3 separate regions of the Mus musculus genome follow, and all the other regions are linked to region 2. Evidence: chromatin contacts called from public HiChIP or PLAC-seq data. All regions are on one chromosome and are shown on one strand. Each heading gives the region's core, a stretch centred on a gene start, on an enhancer-like site or on the middle of the called end of the contact. The rest is flanking DNA. Distances are from core to core; before and after follow the strand shown. Region 1 overlaps Sgpl1 (sphingosine phosphate lyase 1). Region 2 has its middle 10 kb from the start of Cdh23. Region 3 overlaps Cdh23 (cadherin 23 (otocadherin)).

Evidence for each region. HiChIP or PLAC-seq counts read pairs in DNA pulled down with a chosen protein or histone mark.
Region 1: an H3K27ac HiChIP or PLAC-seq map of microglia shows a contact between it and region 2, with 5 times the contacts expected there. The contact joins two enhancer-like sites. A contact is called at or near these places in 1 of 39 promoter capture datasets (hippocampal neurons) and 1 of 115 datasets of contacts at active chromatin or transcription factors (microglia).
Region 3: an H3K27ac HiChIP or PLAC-seq map of microglia shows a contact between it and region 2, with 6 times the contacts expected there. The contact joins two enhancer-like sites. A contact is called at or near these places in 13 of 39 promoter capture datasets (the 3T3-L1 cell line, the C10 cell line, cranial neural crest and 7 more), 5 of 15 datasets of contacts at CTCF or cohesin (the NIH/3T3 cell line, embryonic stem cells, large pre-B cells and 2 more), 148 of 484 Hi-C or Micro-C datasets (the AML12 cell line, the AtT-20 cell line, B cells and 86 more), 5 of 115 datasets of contacts at active chromatin or transcription factors (astrocytes, embryonic stem cells, microglia and 2 more) and 4 of 9 other capture datasets (adipose tissue, liver, macrophages and 1 more).

The regions. Positions count from the first base shown.
Region 1 is chr10:61,133,660-61,136,785 of GRCm38.p6, forward strand. The region is part of intron 2 of Sgpl1 (sphingosine phosphate lyase 1); the gene reads right to left. Among named protein-coding and RNA genes, the nearest start is that of Sgpl1, 12 kb to the right of the region's middle. Within about 2 kb of position 1,727, at least 59 of the 459 cell types and tissues checked have an H3K27ac peak or open chromatin away from gene starts, as enhancers often do. A contact at or near this core is called in microglia, where this site is marked.
Region 2 is chr10:60,705,131-60,708,276 of GRCm38.p6, forward strand. No RefSeq gene overlaps it. Among named protein-coding and RNA genes, the nearest start is that of Cdh23, 10 kb to the left of the region's middle. Within about 2 kb of position 1,336, at least 49 of the 459 cell types and tissues checked have an H3K27ac peak or open chromatin away from gene starts, as enhancers often do. A contact at or near this core is called in microglia and pre-pro-B cells, where this site is marked.
Region 3 is chr10:60,314,518-60,317,643 of GRCm38.p6, forward strand. It overlaps Cdh23 (cadherin 23 (otocadherin)), which reads right to left. Exons shown (of 71, transcript NM_023370.3): 52 at 2,502-2,671; 53 at 2,086-2,223; 54 at 1,106-1,225; 55 at 19-196. Among named protein-coding and RNA genes, the nearest start is that of Vsir, 31 kb to the right of the region's middle. Within about 2 kb of position 1,529, at least 7 of the 459 cell types and tissues checked have an H3K27ac peak or open chromatin away from gene starts, as enhancers often do. A contact at or near this core is called in microglia and pre-pro-B cells, where this site is marked.

The DNA of each region.
Region 1 (3,126 bases), core at 477-2,976, 430 kb after region 2:
ATTCTGCATTACAAAGGTCTGTCAGATGATCCTGGGCCAGAAGGCTGAAGACTGAAGCTCCAATGTTTTGAAGTATAGGGACTGTCCAGGTGATCAGCACTCTCTATAACTGGCTAACTTTTGGAAGTTATATTTTGCGCTTCTAATACCAGTAATATTACTTGTTCTTGGATTTCTGTCAGGGTTGAAGACTAGTCATAGCCAACCTAAGCTGTTTAGCATTAAGAAAGATGATATAGATTCGAGAGGATGGTTTTCAGATTGCTTACAATCTAAAGCCAGAACATGAGTTAGGTGTAGCCTTAAATGATAAGTCTTTTAATTTAGGATAGATGACAATATTCTTAGTGACAAAATCGATGGACTGAGTGCTAGGTTTATCTATACTTTATAAATTACAAAATGGTAATAGTTGTGCTCTACATTAAGAGAAAGGTTTAGTTTTTTTATTAGAACAGAAATGGGGAAATGTTGTGGATGGCTCTGTGCTGCCTGTATTTTTATGTTAATTCTGCTCTCCCGGGAGAGATAGTCTGGAATGAGGTATGAGTCATGTACTCAAGTGGCTTTTTGTGAACCAATCCCATAATGAATAAAGAAGCCAGTAACAGGGTGAGTAGGAGGGACTTCCAGGTTAGACGGAGGAAAAGAGGAAGCAGAAAGAGTCAGGCCCTTTTGGAATGGGTATAGAGTAAGGGTAAGATGTAGCTGCTAGAGTTTCCCAAGTATCTTGGTGGATCCGCGAGGATTAGAGATCAGAGTAATCAGATTTTTAATAAGGTTTATAAGATTAGGTTTTAGTTGTTGCACCCAGAGATTGAGTTACCATTGTTTCTGAAAAGAAAAAGAAAAAAAAGAAAAAAGAAAAACAAGCCCAAACCTTGAACCAAATCACCATTCTAGTCATTTTCATCTTTCTCTATGCTGGCATCCTTTTCTACAGAATTGTGTATTTAAAAAGTATTTCTCACTAGGTGGTGATGATGGTGCACACCTTTAACCCCAGCACTCAGAAGGCAGAGGCAGGTGAATCTCTGTGAGTTTGAGGCCAGCCTGGTCTACAAAGAGCTTCAGGATGACTAGGGCTACACAGAGAAACCCTGTCTAGAAAATAAACAAAATCTAACCAGCCAAACAAACAAAAAACAAAACAAAAACAAATAAAACCAAAAACTGTTTCACTCTGAGTGAAACCATGTCTCAAAAACCAAACAAGCAAACAAACAAACAAAATAACAAAAAAAACTACTGTTTTCATCAGTATGGTGAATTTGTTATTACAAAGTGAAGGTCCTGTTTCTCACACATTCCAATGGGGGGTGGGGGGAGGCGAGGGAAAGTTGGCTAACTTTTGGTAGGAAAAGTATTCATTTCCTCTTCCCATTCAGCTCCATTTGTTTTGCACCTCTCCCCCACCACCAAACAACAACAAACCCAAAACAAATCTGAGCTTTAGAGCAGAAATTAACTTCCAAGAAAATGAAAAACCTGTTTTACCCAGATCACCTACTGAGAGAGTTCTATAATTAAGACCCAGAATCTGATTCTCTTACATATCACTTTCTATAAAACTTCAAAGCACAAAGTAAACATGTAAAAGAAAAAAAATATCTCTAGGAGCCTCAAAAGGCAGCAGAGTTAATCAGCAAAAGCAGATCACAAGCCCAAAGGAAAAACTCTCTGGGGTCATTAAAGAAGAAGTGAGAATTGAGCAACAAACCAAACAGCCATTGCAACCAAACTAGCTGTGATACAGAAGAGACAGGCTCCATCAAGAGCAAACTGTACACTTCCCCTAAACTTCCACGGCAGAGTCAAGATGATTAGTACCTGAGAGTTATCTCAGAAAGCTTACAGGTCCACAGGTGCTCCGTGGCCACCCATTATACGTTAAACTGTATGCCCAGCATTACTTCAGTTTAATTATTCTACTTGCAGCCCTGAGGTATTATGCAAAGCACATCCTCAGCCACTGAGATAACAAACAACCCTGGCCACAGGAAGGAGGAGAAATGCAATATTCACAAGCCTCTGGGCATACACTCATGGAACAGTAGTAAAGCCTTTTAAGAATCTCACAAAGTAGACAAGCCAAAGTACTATAAGGTACTTTTGGTATGGTACTTTTACTGTGCATGTGTGTGCAATCAAGACAAAGTGTCAAATAAAGACAAGATGCTTAATTAAAGTAACAATTCTGAGTGTCTCTCTTAGGAAATACATCAAAAAGGTACTACAGGGGCTGGCAAGAGACTGGCAGTTAAGAACTGCTCTTGCAGAGGGCCCAAGTTTGACTCCCAGCCTGTAACTCCAGCTTTAAGGGGATCCCACGCCTCTGGTTTCCACACGCACTGGACTCATTCATTTGTTCATACCCATACTTACACATATAATTTTAAAAATAAAAATAAATCTTTAAAAGTACTATAGGGTACATTTCTAAATAGATTAGAAGGAAAAAAGCATGCAACTAAATGCAATTAGCAAAATAAATGCTTAGAAATGTTGTATTGGGGCTTACAGTTCAGAGGGTGAGTCTATGATCACCATGGTGGGTAACATGGCAGTAAGAGGAACATGGAAGTAGGCAAGCAGGCATGGCATTGAAGGAGTAGCTAAGAGCTTATATCTGATCCACAAGTGAGAGGCACAGAGGCAGAAGAATATTAAGGAGCCAGGTATAGAGGCACACTCAGGTTGAGGCAGCCTAGGCTATACAGTCAGACCCTATTTCAAAAAAGGTCCCCAAATATATAAATATATATATCACATTCCTATTTATACATTTCTCACACACACACATATATATGCATGTATGTGTATATATATATATATATATATATATATATATATATGCATATATATATATATATACACACACACACACACATACACATACACATACACATACACACACACACACAGGAAATACTCTTAGCCTATGCAAGCTTCCACCAATGTGTTATTAAATGTGTTCTGAACTATTTTATCATAATTAAATGACTTGCTGTTCAGACCCAGCCAGGCTGCCTTTCAAAATATAAAGGAAGTATATTAGCCTTTTGTGAGAGTTTGAATGAGAATTAGCCCCACAGGCTCATATTTGAGTTCTTTGTCCCCAGTTTG
Region 2 (3,146 bases), core at 86-2,585:
AAGAGTTGGGACTTTTGCCATCTCCTCACAACCACCCAGAGGCCAATCACTCAGCAGGAAGCTGGCATCAGCTGGCCTGACATGTTGGGGGGGCACCTGACCGTTCCATCCCTGGGAGCTTGGTAAGCAGAAGGTGAGCTCCAGACACCTCTTTTCAGAAAGGGGACTTTTGAAGACGCAAGGCCAGACTTCTGCATTTTTAGATCACAGGGCATCATTAGAAAATGCAGAAGGCTCAGTTTCTGTTTCAAAGAGTGCTTGCTGAGTGGCAGTGGCTCATTTCCCTCTTTGAGTCTCAGCAAAAACTCAGCAAATGTGAGAGAGAGAAAGAGAGAGAGAGAGAGAGAGAGAGAGAGAGAGAGAGAGAGAGAGAGAGAGAGAGACTGAGCCTTACCTCAGCAGCTAATGAGCCCCAGAGAGCAGGTAGGAGGTGTGACCCTCTCACTGCAGGTGGTGGCCCTGCACCCCACCTGGGTTCCAAAGATGCCTGCCAGAAGTGAAATCACAGCTCTGTATCTAGACTCGCCCCTCAGTCCTCACCCTTCTTCACCCCACCCCCGCCCCCGCCCTCCCTCAGGCCTCAGGTGAGAGGGAACAGGTGGAAAGATTTAGTGGGGGAGGAGGGAAGCCATGCATGGGGGCACACGGAGAGGCAAGATGTGGCACTTGAAATGCAGAGAGCACCCCAAGTCTGTGACTGTGTCTGCAGAAGTCTGAATGAGCTCGCAATGCACCTGCTCCTTCCGGAACCTTCCAGGCGAGCCCTCAGCCAGAACAGGAACAGATGAAGTCTTCACACCCTCTCTGGCCAGGGGCAAGCTCCTGACAACCGTCATCCATCTTTCAGAGCGTGGTGGTCCTCTTACAGGTTGCACTGGTGACATCTGGAGACTTGTCATCACTCCTGGGCTATGAAATGGGGTGGATCAAGCCCTCTGCGTCCTAGCAAGTGCTTCTGAAGGGTCTGATGAAACCTGCTGTGGCAGAACTGGTCCCAGAGGCCTTCAACCTCGGCTGCCTCTGCTGCATACAGCTGCATGCCTCGGTCTCTACTTCGGGTCCTCTGACATGTCCATGCTAACTAATGCCTGTTCTGGGTGTGACTCCATGGTTGACCGTTCCTCTGTTTTCTCAGACACCAAACAGTGACTTCAAACCGGCCATGGGACGATACCACAAGGGCACCTATCAGGCCTTTTCAGATGCACAGCTTCTGCCCTGTGCCAGAGCCACTTGCCAGAGCCACTTCCTGAATTGTGCGGGATGTGACTGGCTTAGTGTATGACCAGAAATGAAACTTTGGGTAGATTTGCTTCACCCTCTAGCTTCCCTATGGGGCATCCTCCTATCCCTGAGAGCAGAGAGCAGACTTGCTCTCTCATGATGTCACCTGCCAGCCAAGGCTCTAGACCTGGGTCACCATCTTGTCTCCTTTGTTCCTCTTTATGGTACCAGCACCGGGGAGAACAAGTAATCCTCTAGCCAGGGGTGACCAGCTAGTTCTGCATGGATTGGTTCAATCTTCACAAGAAGTCATGGCGACAGGCCCACAAGGAACCAGACCTACAGAGGCTTGTCCAAGGAAGGTCACTGACCAACTGGAAGGAGTCAGGTTCAAAAAGTCTTTTGTTCTTTTAACTGAGGTTTTTATTTTGTTTCATGTGCATTAGTGTTTTGCCTGCATGTGTGTCTGCGTAAGGATGTTAGATCCTCTGGAACTGAAGTTCCAGACCATTGCGAGCTGCCATGTGGGTGCTGGGAATTGAACAATGAATGCTCTTAACTGCTGAGCCATCGCTCCAGCCTCCCAGAAGTCATTCTTGAGCAGAGCCCCATCTAGCATAGGTTGATCTAGTTGGAGCCTAAGTTGGAACACGGACAACACTCTCTGTTTCTGACTCTGATGATCTGGACCCAGCCCTGACTCCTCCTATCCCCAAGGGAGGCAAACACACTGCAGTCCATGACCACAGGGATTTGGTGAATTCCTGATCCCACCCAGAAACCCCAGATTAAGACCTGGATATGGGTCTTAGAATAAGGCAGGAAGACCGTGTGAAGCCCAGGGCTCTAGAATGTTCTGCCCCAGCGGCATGCTTTCTCCAGCAAGAGTGTTCCTCCTAAACATTCCCAAACAGTAACACCAAATGGGGACCAAGTAATTTAAATATCTGAACCTATGGGGGACACTGTCACTCAAGATACCATATTGTTTTGTTTTGTTTGAGACAGAGTTTCTCTGTGTAGCCCTGGATGTCCTGGATTCTGTAGACTTAGCTGACCTAGATCTCACAGAGAGATGCTGCCTCTGCCTCCCAAGTGCTGGGATTAAAGGGGTGTGCCACTGCTGCCCAGCCAAACCACTACATTCTATTCCCTGGGCCTCATAGGCTTCATAACCTGAAATCATCCTCCCTGTTCAGCAGGCTGCTCCCACCTCAGCCACGAGTTTTAACGGAAGGACTTTTGGGATATCCATCACTACATCGATATCACACAAGGATTCTCTAATATTCAGGCCTTTTAGAACACAGTTCCCCATGAACCCTCACCAGAATCACGTTTAAAGGTGTTTGTGGCAATAGAGTACTTTTCTACCATGTCCCACAAAACTCTCATTGCTCCATTCCTGTTCCTGTGTATGTGTGTATATGTGTGTTCATGTGTCTGTGTACTGTGAGCATGTGCACACAAGAAACAGAGGGCCACCTCTAGATCTTTCTCAGATACCATCCACTGTCCTTTTTGAGGGACAGAGTCCCTCACTGGCCTGGGACTTGCACGTAGGTTAGGCCTGTGAACCCTAGGAAACCTGCCTGTTTCCTAGGCAGCTCCATGCTGGGATTACAAATATGCCAGGGGGAGGCTTGGGGTATCGAACTTGGGTCCTTGTACTTGCAAGGCGAGCACTTTGCCGACTGTGCTACATCCCAGCAACACAGATCTCGAAATAAAAGTGCACTGTTCTGCGGCACCTCGATTCCAGTGCCGATTTCTGTCTCTGCATACTCATGTAAACAAACAAACATTAAAGGAAGCCATGTCCTGGGCTTAGAGGCTTCCGAACAATAGAAAGATATGCCTTACAGTTCCGGAGACCAGGAAGTCTGACACCAAGACGACAGAGGCTTAATCCTGGCATCTGC
Region 3 (3,126 bases), core at 279-2,778, 390 kb before region 2:
CCAAGGAAGGCCACGAACCCATTCCAGGGCCCTCGAGAGAGTAGGTCAGCTGGCTATTGGAGCCCTCATCCTGGTCGGTGGCCAGCATGGTGATGACCGAGGTGCCTGCTGGTTCGTTCTCGTACACACTCGTGCTGAACTGCGGTTTGGAGAACTGAGGCCGACAGTCATTGACATCAAGCACTCGGATCACCACCTGGGGAGATCGCCAGAGCCTGAAAGGGGCTGCCTTAGGAAACCCTGTTACACAAGGATAAGGTGGAGTAGAGAAGGGACAGGGCACCAAGCCAGGTAAAAAGCCCTGTCATTTAACTAGTCAATTAATTTATGTTTTGAGACATGGTCTTTTTGGGCTAGCCTAGACCTCGTTATGTAGACCAGGTTGGCCTCAAACTCACAGAGATCCTTCTGCCTCTCGAGTGGTGGGATTTAAAGCATGTGTCACCATACCCATCTGTACTGTCTATTTTTTTGAGACAGCGTTTTAGGCTGGGGGGTGGTGGAGCTCAGTTGGTCGAGTGCTGATCTCTTTGTAGCTAGAATGAATGAGGCTATGGGATTGGATTCCATGACTTCATATACCAGGCATGGTTGTCCACGCTATAATCCTACCACTTGGGTGGTAGAGGCAGGAAGATCAGGAGTTCAAGGTCACCCTCAGCTACAAAAAGTTTGAAAGGAACCTGGGACACTGGCATTACAGCATCTCCAAGGCTAAGGCCAGCATAGGCTACAGAGTGAGGCTCTGTCTCAAAAATGTAATAAATAAATAAATAAATAAATAAATAAGGAGCCACGAGTGAAAATGACTAGTTTATAGTTAGTTTTTGTTGCCGTATGGCTTTGTAGGGCACCTTGAGATGCTGGGTCGGGAAGACAGCCAGGTGTCACCTGGGTCACGCCTAGGTGTACTTGGCCGTCCACGCAGCATTGGGAATGAGAGGTTTCTCCTCTTCTTCCTGAAGCCACAGCCAGGAAGCCCAGCAGCCAACATCTCATCTTTCCTGCCACCATGCCCGAGGAGGCTGGTGGCCTGCCTGCAGCAGTCAGTCTCCATGGACTTGGCTTGCCGCCTCTCGTCGTGGGCCCAGGCTTGTGCCCTCACCTGTACCGAGTTCTCTCGACGGTTACTGGCCACATCCCCAGGGTTGTCTTTGGCCAAGGCAGTTAAGATATAGTGGTCCTTCTTCTCTCGGTCCAGAGAGGACAGGACAGAGATGTCGCCCTAGTTGGAGGAGGCAGATATCATCAACTTGACATGTTTATTGATTATCTACTATGGCCAGATACTATCAGAATCTGTACCAGTGCTCCGAAGAGGAGCAGTAGTCTCTGTGGTGTCCCCTTTCTGGTACTTTGTCCCCCTCCTACCACATTCTATCTGAGATGGAGTGACTAGCCCAGGCTGGAGCCAACTGCCTAACCAGGGCCTGGCATAGAATACGTATTCTGGTAACAGTTGCAAGCACAGTGCCTGTGTGCTCAGTGCACAGGAGTAAAACCCCCTGAAGGGAAGTGTGCAGTGGGACACAGAGGGCAAGAAACCCCAGTGCCAGGAACTGCGGAAGGCTCTGCTGGCACTCCTGCCTGCCACAAAGCTGCCTCCTCACACTGGAAATAACTGGTTTAACAAGCAGACACCTGAATCACCAGCTCATCTTTTCCTCCGAATTCCTACTATCATGAAAGGCTGAGACCGATGGGGACTTGAGGGTCCCACACTTTGGGGTGCCGTTCCCCTTTCCACATTGACTATAGGCCTATGCATTCAGCAGGTGCTCAAACACCACACCCAATTCCCACGGGGCTCCTCAGCCTCTTGCAACAGTCTCAAGTGTGTGGTCTCCTGAACTTGGAGTTTTGGGCCATGTCACCAAAGGGCCAGTTCCTTCTTTCATTTGTGGGTCACAGTCTTAACAACCCCTGGGACTCTGAGGAGAGTTAGCTTACTTAGCTAAAGAAGCCTGAGGTCTACAGATGTGACAGGACCCAGAAACATGTACCTGGGATGCTTTGGGTGATGTTTCAGACCAGGACTCTGGGCCCTCCCACTCCCGGGGTCAGACCCTCCTACTGTCGACTTACGGTGTTGGGGTTGATAGCGAACTTGCCCTCTCCATCTACCAGGCTGTACTCAATGAGGGCGAAGTTGCCCGAGTCCGCATCCGTAGCTGTAACCCTCAGGATGACCGTGCCCACAGCTATATCCTCAAAAACGGCCTCCTAGAGGGGGCAGGGTGGATAGGAAGAGGGAGGAGGGGGACAAAAGAATGGGGGAGGAGCGGGGGAAGGGGAGGGGGAGGGGAGGGGGAGGGGAGGGGTAGGGGTAGAAGGAGAGTGAAGGCAGGGTCAACCCAGAGCCTATGCCCTGCCCAGGAATTCACTGATTCAGCGAGGCCCCAGGGCAACATGTTACTCCTGTGCTCAGCCTTTGGAAACCACACCAAAGACCCCAAGGAATAGGGTCAGGTCCTGACCCCCATTTTGGTCTGTCCACCTACCTGGTAGGAGGGCTGATCGAAGATGGGGTTGTTGTCATTAATGTCTACAATTTCCAGGTAGACAGGGATCTCGGCTGCCCGGGGTGGGGACCCGTTGTCTGAGGCCCTCACAGTGAAGTTAAGCCAGTGCACTTCCTCGTAGTCTACAGTCCGGTTGGCGATGACCTTCCCTGAGACACAGAGGCGCCCATGGCTGAGCTGTGGCCACTCTCATCCTGGGCTCTCATACTTGACGAAGGATCTGAGGCTTTGAGGGGAGGAGGGGTGCTTTACAGGGACTGTGGGTAGGTAGCACTGCCCATAGCAGGACAGAGGCAGAGGAGGGACTGCCTGCCATCACTTGTCCTCCTCAACAAAGAGGTAAGAAAGCTTCCTGTACTGGGGGGGGGGGTAATGAATATTAATGACCCCAAGGCTTCTGAGACACCTCCCAGGTTGTGCCCCTGCTCCCAGGGGATGTGCTCACAGGAGCTCAGGTGGTAGAAGTGACGGCGAGGCCTATTAAGGTTCCAGCAGACATCTGTGGGCTCCCATCCTGTCCAGGACTAGAAAATTCTATCCTCCGCTGGGAGCATCGGAAAATGACTGGCACGTCAACCATCTTGAATCTCGCATAGGCTACCAA